Regions from separate parts of the Sus scrofa genome. Here region 2 is linked to region 1. The links are chromatin contacts, called in public Hi-C maps. All regions are on one chromosome and are shown on one strand. The core of a region is the stretch at or near the end of the contact, and the rest is flanking DNA. Distances in the headings are between cores, read along the strand shown. Region 1 overlaps TRPM8 (transient receptor potential cation channel subfamily M member 8). Region 2 has its middle 120 kb from the start of SH3BP4.

Region 1 (5,294 bases), core at 1,340-3,839:
AACACACAATCTGAACCCACTGGAGGGAGTACCAGGTGCCTGTCTCTGGCGTCAAACTTAGGTTACAGCCAATAGGGACGTGCTATATTTTTGATATAGTCCCTTCGAGGCCACTCCCCATCCCCGACCACCAGTCCCTGAAAGGCCTGTAACACCAGCTCCACGGCCTTTGCTCCTCTGCTCGCGGCTCCTCCAGCCTCACTGCGCGCAGGGCATGGACAGCCTGCGAGGGCACGCCCGGGCACGTACCCGAACATGGCGACCAGCAGGTTGACCAGCAGGATGTTGGTGGAGAGCATGTAGATGCACACGAGGGGGATGGTGATCCACTCGGGGAAGCGGGGAAGGTTGTGCTCGTCCAGCTCCACACACAGGGGCTTGGACTCGTTCCCAGTGAAGGTGCAGTGGGAGAAGTCGTACGTGGTGCCTGGAGGTGCAGAAACCGAAAGGCGAAGTGAGGACCCTCCAGAGGGCCAGGGTCCAAAGGGACACAGGGTGACTGTGCAGTATGCTGGGCACTGCTCCGAGGCACTCTGTCCAAACCAGGTGTAGGCCTTCCCATCATGTGTGCATCCACTCAACACGGAGACACTGAGCAGCTAGGAGTGGGGACTTCACCAGGATGGGGGAGAAGAGGAAGTGCAAGGTAAGCATGGTCTTTGCCCTTCGGGAGCTTGGATGGGTAGATGGATGGTCGACCGCACAGCTGTTTGGACAGCTCTTTGAACCTTTCAGCCCCAAGAAGGGCTAAGAAGGAGGTGTTCAGAGTACACTTCAGGCACAAAAGGGAGTGTCCTCCCATGGTCACTGGGAACAGCTTCCACAAGAAGGAAGCATCTCTGAACCGAGGACGGAAGGGTGAGTAGGCACCAACTGAATGAACGGGGAGAGGCAGAGCATCCAGAGAGGGGACCGCATGTGCAAAGGACCTGTGGTGGGGGTTGGAAAGGTCTGTGAAAGTGAGGGAACAGATGCACGGTGACCAGACACGTTAATTTTTTTTTTTTTTTGTCTTTTTTTTTGCTATTTCTTGGGCCACTCCCACGGCATATGGAGGTTCCCAGGCTAGGGGTCCAACCGGAGCTGTAGCCACCAGCCTACGCCAGAGCCACAGCAACGCGGGATCCGAGCCGCGTCTGCAACCTACACCACAGCTCACGGCAACGCCGGATCGTTAACCCACTGAGCAAGGGCAGGGACCGAACCCGCAACCTCATGGTTCCTAGTCGGATTTGTTAACCACTGCGCCACGACGGGAACTCCAGACATGTTAATTTTTTATCTTTATACTAAAGGCAAGGGGTAGCCCTTAGACTGCTTTACACAGAGGAGTGACACGTCAGAGTCTCTTTATTCAAGGATTGCTCTTTGCACAACTATAAATGTAATAAATTCATTAAGTAATAAAAAAAATAATAAAGTAGAAAGAAAAAATTAAAAAAAAAAAAAAGGGATTGCTCTGGGGAGTTCCCGTCATGGCTCCGTGGTAATGAACCTGGCTGGTATCCATGAGGACACAGGTTTGATCCCTGGCCTCAATCAGTGGGTTAAGGATCTGGTGTTGCTGTGAGCTGTGGTGTAGGTCACAGACGCAGCTTGGACCCTGCGTTGCTGTGACTGTGGCATAGGCTGGTAGCTGCATCCAACTGACCCCTAGCCTGGGAACTTCCATATGCCACACATGTGGCCCTAAGACAATTAAAATTAAAATTAAAAAAAATTTTAAAAAGAAAAAAAAAAAAAAAAGCAGTCTGAAATGTTGGGCCTAAGCTTGCAAGGTAGACAGACAGAAGCTCAGGAGAAAGAAAGGCTTTGACAGTTCGTGTCCACTGCCTAGTGTTGGTCACACTCCAGCCATGTGCTTCTAAGATGACCCCCAGAGCCAGAGCAGGGAGCCCTGGTTCTGGAAGCAACTGCCCCCTCCCAGCTGTCCCCACCTGGGGCCATGTCAGGCTCACCGTCCACGTCACTGGGCACTTGGCCGAACATGGCCAGATAGGGCTCGTAGATGACCGAGCGGAAGATCCACCTCCAGCGGTGCTCATTCTGCCTGAGGATTCCTTGCCTGGCCACACCGAAGGCCACCATCCAGACAGCGAAGAGGAACAGGAAGAAGAACACGTCGATCAACTGTGACGAGAGGACAGGAGAGCAGGGTCAGGACTATGCCGTGGCTGCTCCCCCACTCCGCCGACCACAGGGGAGCTCAGAGGCTCTGGAGCCCTGGGACCTAAGTCGCCCAACATTCGCTCATTAATTTTTAAAAATGGCCATCATCACCCTCAGGTCTCCAGGCGTCTGTCTCCCAGCATGAAAACTGACAGGCGCATTTTTGCTCCCAGGTCCCCAAACCAGTTCAGTAGCAGAGATGTTCTGAATGAGACCAGCCTGGAGCCCCTCCCTCTCTCCAGTTCTGCAGACCCCTCAGTCATGCCTGCATTGTTTCTTTCCCTAAGGCAAAGCAAAAGCTCTCCTTGTTAGACAGGAATGCACAGTTTCATCTTTTCTAAGGTTCTGCGCACAGAGCATGACCTCATGGTGACTCGATGCCCCAGATACGCTTTGAATTAAAACCACAAACCGGAGCTCAGCCTTGGAAAAGAAACCTCCAGATGAGCTCATCCAAATGCCCATCTGATTTGAAGACAGAGGCACGAGAGGTATGAGTCACGTGGAAAACAAGCTGAAAGAAGCCACATCACCGGTGTGTAATTATCACCCCCCATGAGACGGGTCTGGTAGCGCTTTCCTGACGTCCGTTCCACTTGGTTAGAAAGCTAAAGCTCCAGTCCTCGCTCTACCTCTGGCTCACTGCGTGTCTCCAGACAAACATATTAGCCTCCTTGAACCCGATAGTCCAAATCTATAAAATGGGTATAAAAGTCCCTACACTGCCTGGGCTCTGAGTGTCAAATCTAAATAAAGATCGTTCTCAGAAATGAACAGACTTATGCTCTTTGCTCCTGACAGTCATCCTGTGTTAAATTTTAACTGGAAGGGGCCCCGATGAAAACACATCGGAGAGAGCAAACCCGACCGATGGTGAAATGCAGCCGTCACTCTGCAGACAAAATCCCGTCAGGACAGTGAGAGGAACCTGGGTACAACCGGAAGAAGGACAACTACAAATATTCCTCATTCTTACCATCCTCTGCAACATGATAATCTTGGGTCCTAAGTTTCTGCTGACAGTGAAAATGTGGATCAACCTTAGCGTGAATATGATGTAGTCCAGGCAAAAAATCACGCGTCCGGAGTAGAGAGAGGTTCTGTTGGAAGGATGGAGCCTGTGGGAAGAAGGGGAACAGAATTTGTGAGACGCTAACAAAATATTTCAAAGTGGTACTCTTGAAAAAAACAAGGAGTTCCTATTGTGGCACAGTGGTAACAAACCCAACTGGCATCCGTGAGGACTCGGGTTCCATCCCTGGCCTCACTCCGTGGGTGACGGATCCGGCGTTGCTGTGAGCTGCGGTGTAGGTTGCAAATGGCTCAGATCTAGCATGGCTGCGGCTGTGGTAGAGGCTGGCAGCTTCAGCTCCAATTCAACCCCTAGCCTGGGCACCTCCACATGCTGCAGGTGTGGCCCCAAAAGAGCAAAAAAATCAAAAAATAACCAAAAGCATGGCAACAGCCAGGAGCCGGGGAATGGGATAAAAGGAGTTCCCGTCGTGGCTCAGTGGTTAACGAATCTGACTAGGAACCATGAGGTTTTGGGTTCGATCCCTGGCCTTGCTCAGTGGGTTAAGGATCCAGCGTTGCCGTGAGCCATGGTGAGGGTGCAGAGACGCAGCTTGGATCCTGTGTTGCTGTGACTCTGGCGTAGGCCGGCAGCAACAGCTCCAATTGGACCCCTAGCCTGGGAACCTCCATATGCCAAGAGAATGGCCCTAGAAATGGCAAAAAGACAAAAACAAGTGGGATAAGTGGGATAAAAGGCCAGGGAGCACACCCTCCCGTCAGTGACTGAAATCCAAAGGCCCCAACTTCTGCCCTCATGGACCCCAGGAGGGGCAAGGGGGTCACACAAAACAGAGCTGCCAAGATTCTCGACCCTTTCGTCTTCCATCCCAAATATGACTGCGGGGCCCATCCCGCCATCGCTGACTTCTGGGCTCACAAGGTCTATAATGACTTCAGCCACTTGAGACTCGACCCTGCCAGACATCCCCCCAGGGAAACGTACCTCGTTTGCACCAGATCATGTGATTAGCTAACCACCTGCTAGCGTGTTCATGGACCTCCATATGTGCTTCCTACCTGGGACCCTCTAGAATCACATCCAGCCAACGGCGGCTCAAACACTGGGCCTTTAACCCAAAGGGAGGCGGAAACTGAGGTCTGACCCCATGCAAATCGTCGAGAGAGCACTCGGTGTAAAGCACCTCACTCTGGGTAAACGCACACGTGCACAGTCAGGATTCTGGGCTCCAACAGAAGCACGAGGTTTCCCTTGACGCTCTTTAGGGCAGGCAGGCCTGGAGGGAGCAGGCCTGCACAGGGGGAGCCAAGGCTTGAAGGCTCCCCAACTCCCCTGTCACGTGGAGTCTGGCTGCTTTTCACCTTCAGCCATCATTTCGGCTGGTTTTTCTAATCGCACGCTCTGGCTCTGGGTGGAGGAAATCCTGCAACTGGGAGGGCAGGCTCCAGGAGCAGCATTCGAGTGGAAGTTAAGTGCAGGTTAGAGGATGCCACGGCCCCAGACGAAAAGGCCGTGTGATAGTCACATCCTCATCCATCTCTATGCCCCGCGACTTTGAACTCTCTCCCCCAGTTCTAGAACCACAAAGGGAAAGCCCGTGCGGAACCCTTTGGCAAATTCCAGATCACCAGGGGGAGGGAAGACAGGAGACAATTTTACACCAACCAAGCTGTGTCTCTAAGAGGCAGAGACAGCGGGCATTTGCAATAATTTCTAATAGGGGCAGACAGACTTTTCTTGGGCGTGAAATGTCTTTCTTTCGCCTTTCCACCCAAGAGAATCCAAAACCATCTGATTCTTGGGAGAGTGGTAAGGACTACTCACCGAAATACGATTCCTGCTATAAAGTAAAAGAGCCCAAGCGTGTCCATGACGTTCCACAGGTCGGTAAAATAATTCACCCCGTTCATGTACCACTGCCGCACAGAGAGGGACAGAGAGAGGACACAGCAGTTTAGAAATATCAACTGCTTCCAGGTTAACGAGGCTTCACACACTTTTGTCCAGATCCTTTTGAGCCAATGATGTGCCAAGTGGGTCCTACAACTGCCCTGTGCTATTTCAGGGGAATCAGAAAGTAGGCTGCACGCTT
Region 2 (5,294 bases), core at 1,689-4,188, 890 kb before region 1:
CCCCACATGTGTGCACGCACAACTATGTATGCGCACACATGTAAGCACACATGCATATCCACAACCCACACGCACATGTACACTGACACATGTGTGCACACACCCTCAGAAGAAGAGCAGCTCTCAGGACAGCACAGACGAAGCCTCCTTCAGAGGAACAGGAATGCTTTTCTGAGGCATGTCTGCCGCATGGCTCTGCCCCAGGGGTGGCTGTCAGCCCCCCGCATGCACAGGGCTCCTGCTCTGCCTTTGGTCCTCCTCAGGCCTCAGAGCCACCTGGCCGAGGGTCACGGCCTTCCCAGGGCAGCCCCCCTTTCCTCCGCACCCTCTCAAGGATGCAGAGCTCAGGGGAAGCTTTGACAGGCTGGACTTGGCCTTGAGTGGGGCTGAGTCAATGCTTAAGAGACATGACAGCTCCTCCCAACACTGCCAGTAAGGCTCTTTCTGACGTTATTTTGTTGGTGGGGTCCTGGAGTTCCAAGTCCCCAGGTTGGAAATCACTGCCTGAATCCAGCCCCTTCCTGGTACAAATGAGAGGAAGGAGGCTCAGAGAGGCACAGTGACTTTCTCAGAGTTGCACAGCAAGCCAGCGACCATAATGGTAGCTTATCAATAACGGGTTGAGCCTGTTACCCCCGGAACTACATCCCATGATTTGGCAAAACTCTCTGCCCACCCCCTTGAAGAGCAACGACTTCTTCCCATCGCTCAGCTGTGGGCGTTTCTCGGGGACGTCTTTCCTTTTCAGTGACAAGCTCTCCTCCTGGGGACAGTCCCCCAGAACCAGGCCACCCTGCTTTAAGCCCCTCAGCACAGATCAACCGAGCTTCCTACAACGTCACAGGCGTTTCCCGCCGACCCCACCCCGGCCTCCTGCTGCTCCACAGCCGCATGCACATTCCAGCCTCAAGCCCTCTGTTCCCTGCACCAGGACAGGCGTCTGCGCGTCCAGGACCTGACTTCGTTCAGGTTTTGTCCCAGTTTCATCTTATCAGACAGGTCTTCCTGGACCGCCTTTTCCAGAACATAAGCTCCGGAGGGCAGGGGCTTTGCTCACCACAGCTGCAGCCCAGCACCTCCTGAGTGAGCGGCCCCGGAGGCGTGTAAGGAATGAAATGATGGCCGATCCGATGAACCCTCTCGTAGGGAAGACAAGGAGCGTTCTGTGCATTTTACAGACAGGACAACTGAGGCAGAGCGTGAGTAGCTGGATCAAGGCCATGTGCCAGGTCACGTGCCACGGCGGGTGGTGGAGGCACAGGTGTGGAAACGGGCACACACCCGGATGAGGAGGGGACCCTTCCAGCTGGGGCGACAGGTGGGAGCGGAGAGGAAAAGGCAGGCTGGGAACTCGGACAAGGCCGTGCAATTTGGACTTTAAGATCCACCAAGGAGCCTGACTGCTGCCAGAGGTTAAGCAGCGAGAGAATGTGCATTACTAACTATTATAAGTGAAAGAGACAGGCTGGGGGATTACGCACAGAGTGTTTTAAAACTGGAAATAAGACTTAGGGAGCAAGTTGCCATCTTTCCCCAGTTAATAAGGCCTAAAACGAGCACCTGTAGTAATACAAGTACTGAGCCAAGTTAGCCAGCCAGTAAAGAAAGGGCTGGAGCCAGGTTTTTTGTTGGTTTGTTTGAGCTCTCAACACAGTGTTCTTTGTTTTATATGATGCATCGAGGTTGTTCAAGCTTTGACTCTAACACCAGCAATCGTCTGTTCTATGATAAATGCATACAAGTCTTTAAAAAAAAAAAACCTCTGACTGAGATCGATGGTGCTGGCTTTCAGATGTCATCTACATTTGTTTTCTACTGTCGGGTAAGAAGCTGGCACCCACGTGGCAGCTCAAAGCTGGTAGTTTCTGTGCCGGGGGATGGGCTGGGCTCTCTGCTCCAGGTCTCACCAGGCTGAGCTCCTGGTGGGGCCCCAGGAGCTGGCAAAGCCTCAGGGTCCTCTTCCAAGCTCACCTGGTTCTCGGCAGAGCCCAGCGTCAGGGACCTGAAGCCCCCAGGTCCGGGTCGTCTCTCTGGCTGTCAACGCCTGGAACCTCCCTCAGGCCCCTTGCTGTGTGGCTCCAGGCGCAGCTGTTTGCTTCTTCGAGGAAGCGTGGGATCGTTGAGAAGGTCACACGGTCACCTCGTCCTGGAATTAGCCAAACATTCGTCCTCTTCTCTGTCCTCCCACACTCACCAGGAGGAAGGATCAATGAAAAAAAGTCACTGTCCTATGAGTCGACAAGGGATGTCACGGCCATCAAGCCATCACATGACAGCTGCCCTGAGCCCTGACGGGGAGCCCTGAGAGATCCTGGGATAGAGATCAGATGCCATAGAGCCATCAGCCACTAGAGCCACCACCCCCCCCAGTACACAGCGCACCCTGGAGACGCAGGATGACGAAGCACAGGACACCGGCCCCTCGGAGCAGGGGTGCACAGCAAAGGAGTGGGTTCCGTGGGCCCAGACTCTTGCGTCTTCCCCAAACCCCAGATTCCTTAATGTGGGCTGTCTGGTGTGCGTTAATTAGCAGTGATTTTGATATTCCAGCTACCCAGTCTGTTGCCAAAACTCCCGTATCTCCTGGCCCTTCCCTTGCCTCTTCGCGGCAGCCCCTTTGAGCCTGCAGAGGGGCCCCGCCCCGGGCTTCTGTCTTCAGTTTTGTCTGTCAAAACACAATTCTCAACGTTTAGGCTGTGTATCCTGTTGAGGCCACAGGACTCCTCGTGGGGCCTGCTCCAGGGGCTGGAATCTTGGGCGCCCCTGAAAATCCTGTGGCAGCCCAACCCCGGATGTGCGCTCCGGTCTGGGGCGTTTCATCAGGACTCTTTTTAGTTCAGTGCCCACGTGGTTTCGGAGAAAACCATCCCCGCACCAGCTGTGAGCACCTCCAAGTCGACCTCTAGCTCGTGCACCGTGATTTCCACACGCATACCCCAGGAGGCGCCGCAGACCCCTCTTTGAGCCTGGCGGCATCGCCTGCCCCGCAGAAAGGGTATGTTCGGAATGTGATAGCGTCTGATATCAGCCACATCCCTGACTGCCGGCCCCCCGCACAGCCCGCTGGCGGGGCTGCTCAGCCCTTTTATTTACAAGCACCAGCTTCTGCCCCGATCGCCTTGCCAGAGCCACGGACCCCTTTACGCCCCTGACTCGGTCCTCCTGGCCCCTCCTCCCCGGGTGACCTCTAGTCTCCTTCCCTGGAGGAGGCCCCGAGGGGAAGAAGACGGAAAACATCAAAGAGCTTCTGAAAACGTCTTTGTTGGCTTTGATGTTTTGGACCATCCATGATTAAGGAATACAAAGTTCTTTTTGTTTCTCCAGCGCTTAATTAATGAAGAATCACCAGGAGGCAGAACGGAGGGATTAAATCAACAAATCCCACATCTAGGAAGCAGCTGCCGGGGCGACCTATGTATTTATTCAGCCTGAGCCGGGTTTGTGACTTGGTTCCATAAATGCTTTTCCAGGAGGGGAAATCCTCCTCGGAGAGGTTTTGATGCAAGAGAAGGAAAGAGAAAGTCTGCTCTCCTGTCCCGGCTTCAGAGGCTCTGCTTTGATGCAAAGTCCTGGCTCTGGTCTCACAGTCACAGCCCAACCACCCCCGAGAATAACACAGGTTATAAACCACAGCCATGGCTTCAGTTTGTGTTTGTCTCCAAGAAGAAACAGTATTTCTCTATCAAAGAAAAGTGGCCTCATGGTAAACGGTTGTTCTACCATAAACTATCTCCAGCTAGAATTCTTTTAAATGAGAAGGGATTATTTTGGAAGTTTTGAGGCTTTGTGGGGAGCAGCTACCATAAATCCATAAGAGAATGATTTTTATGGTATTGTCTGGGTTTATGATAAAATAAATAAAACTCTGATTCTGAGAATGCTTAGGGATTTGATGCTCTGGTTCTTTTTTTTTTTTTTTTTTTTTTGGCCATGCCCACAGCATACAGAAGTTTCCAAACCAGGAATTAAACCTGAGCTGCAGCACTGACAACACCAGGTCCTTAGCCCACCGAGCCACCAGGGAACTCCATGGTTAATTTAATTTTAAGGTGACATAAAAGCCAATCTAAATGTTTGTTTCAGTTCTTGTTGAAAATCTTTCTGAGATGTGATGGTTGGAAAATATAAAGATGTTTTCTTTGAAAAAGAAAATGTAGTGCATTCTCTTACGCTGCAAGTTCATTGGCTGGAATAGGAGCCCTTTAAGGACTTTGGGGATAGTTACGTTTTGGGATATCTGCTCAGCTCAAAAGGACCACTTTACACTGTCCCACACTGGTGTGAGCTCTGGCCTCGCTTCTGAAAATGACCTCGGTCTCTGCCCACAGTGGAGGAGTGGGCACCGACCCAGGAGGCCCAGTCAGAATCTTTTTTTCTGGGAATCTGGGACTAAGGAAGAGGTCAGTTTCTCCCAGAGGCTGGAATGATAACCCCTGAAATTGGGAGCCGGGGGCAGTTTTTTTTTTTTCTATACACAGTGTGGACTAAGGAACAGACAGGCCTGTCTGTTAGGGAAAAAGATCAAAATAAATGTGAAAAGTTAAAAGTGTGTTCACCCTGGTCCCAGCTCCTCCTGAGGCCCAGCCGCGATTCTGCCTTTACTTTCCCTGGTCTCCCTTCTAGTCTTGTAAAAAATCGCCCATTTCTCCTGAAGCTTGCTCCAGCTGCCTGGTGTACCAACATCCCAAAGAAATAGCACCCGGTCCCTGGAGCCATCAGGCAGACGGCCAGTCCCCCGCTGGCCTGGGTTTAGCTCCTCTTTCCCCTTCCCTGTTTTGTCCTGGTTCACCTTCACCCATCACCCAGGCTTGAACCTGGGATGCCGCCTTCAATGTCTGCTCCTCAGCTAATCAGATGCTAGGACCCTTGGATTCTTCCTCTCTCCTTCTCTCCCTGGGCCAATGGGAAAAAAAATTTTTTTAGCTTGTGATAATTGTATATTCATATCATTTGCAAGAAATAATGCAGAAAGATCTTATCAAGCTTTCGCCCAGTTCCCCAAAGGTAGGGTAACCATAGCATCACATCGCAACCCATGTGGTACCATATGGTGCTGGTACCCAGAGGCACTGAGGAGACCATGGAGGATGAGGCAGAGGATGGAGCGATGATGCTGCCAGAAGCCAAGGATGCCTCTGGCTGCCAGAAGCTGGGAGAGACAAGGGTTCTCCCCTGGACCTTTCAGAAGGGGCACAGCCCCACTGACCTTGACTGCAGACTCCTATTGTCCTGCCGCCTTAAGCCATCTTGTGGTCCCACTTTGTCACCACAGTCCTAGGAAGTCAATGTCCATC

The links. A called contact is a pair of places that touch in the nucleus more often than the background predicts.
Region 2: a contact with region 1 is called in a Hi-C map of embryonic fibroblasts, with 2.2 times the contacts expected there. The contact joins two enhancer-like sites. A contact is called at or near these places in 11 of 47 Hi-C or Micro-C datasets (embryonic fibroblasts, epiblast stem cells, fetal skeletal muscle and 6 more).

Annotation. Positions count from the first base shown.
Region 1 is chr15:134,232,341-134,237,634 of Sscrofa11.1, reverse strand. It overlaps TRPM8 (transient receptor potential cation channel subfamily M member 8), which reads right to left. Exons shown (of 28, transcript XM_021074741.1): 20 at 5,027-5,118; 21 at 3,146-3,287; 22 at 1,959-2,130; 23 at 250-427. Among named protein-coding and RNA genes, the nearest start is that of SPP2, 48 kb to the left of the region's middle. Within about 2 kb of position 2,589, at least 12 of the 83 cell types and tissues checked have an H3K27ac peak or open chromatin away from gene starts, as enhancers often do. A contact at or near this core is called in embryonic fibroblasts, where this site is marked.
Region 2 is chr15:135,125,590-135,130,883 of Sscrofa11.1, reverse strand. No RefSeq gene overlaps it. Among named protein-coding and RNA genes, the nearest start is that of SH3BP4, 120 kb to the right of the region's middle. Within about 2 kb of position 2,938, at least 12 of the 83 cell types and tissues checked have an H3K27ac peak or open chromatin away from gene starts, as enhancers often do. A contact at or near this core is called in embryonic fibroblasts, where this site is marked.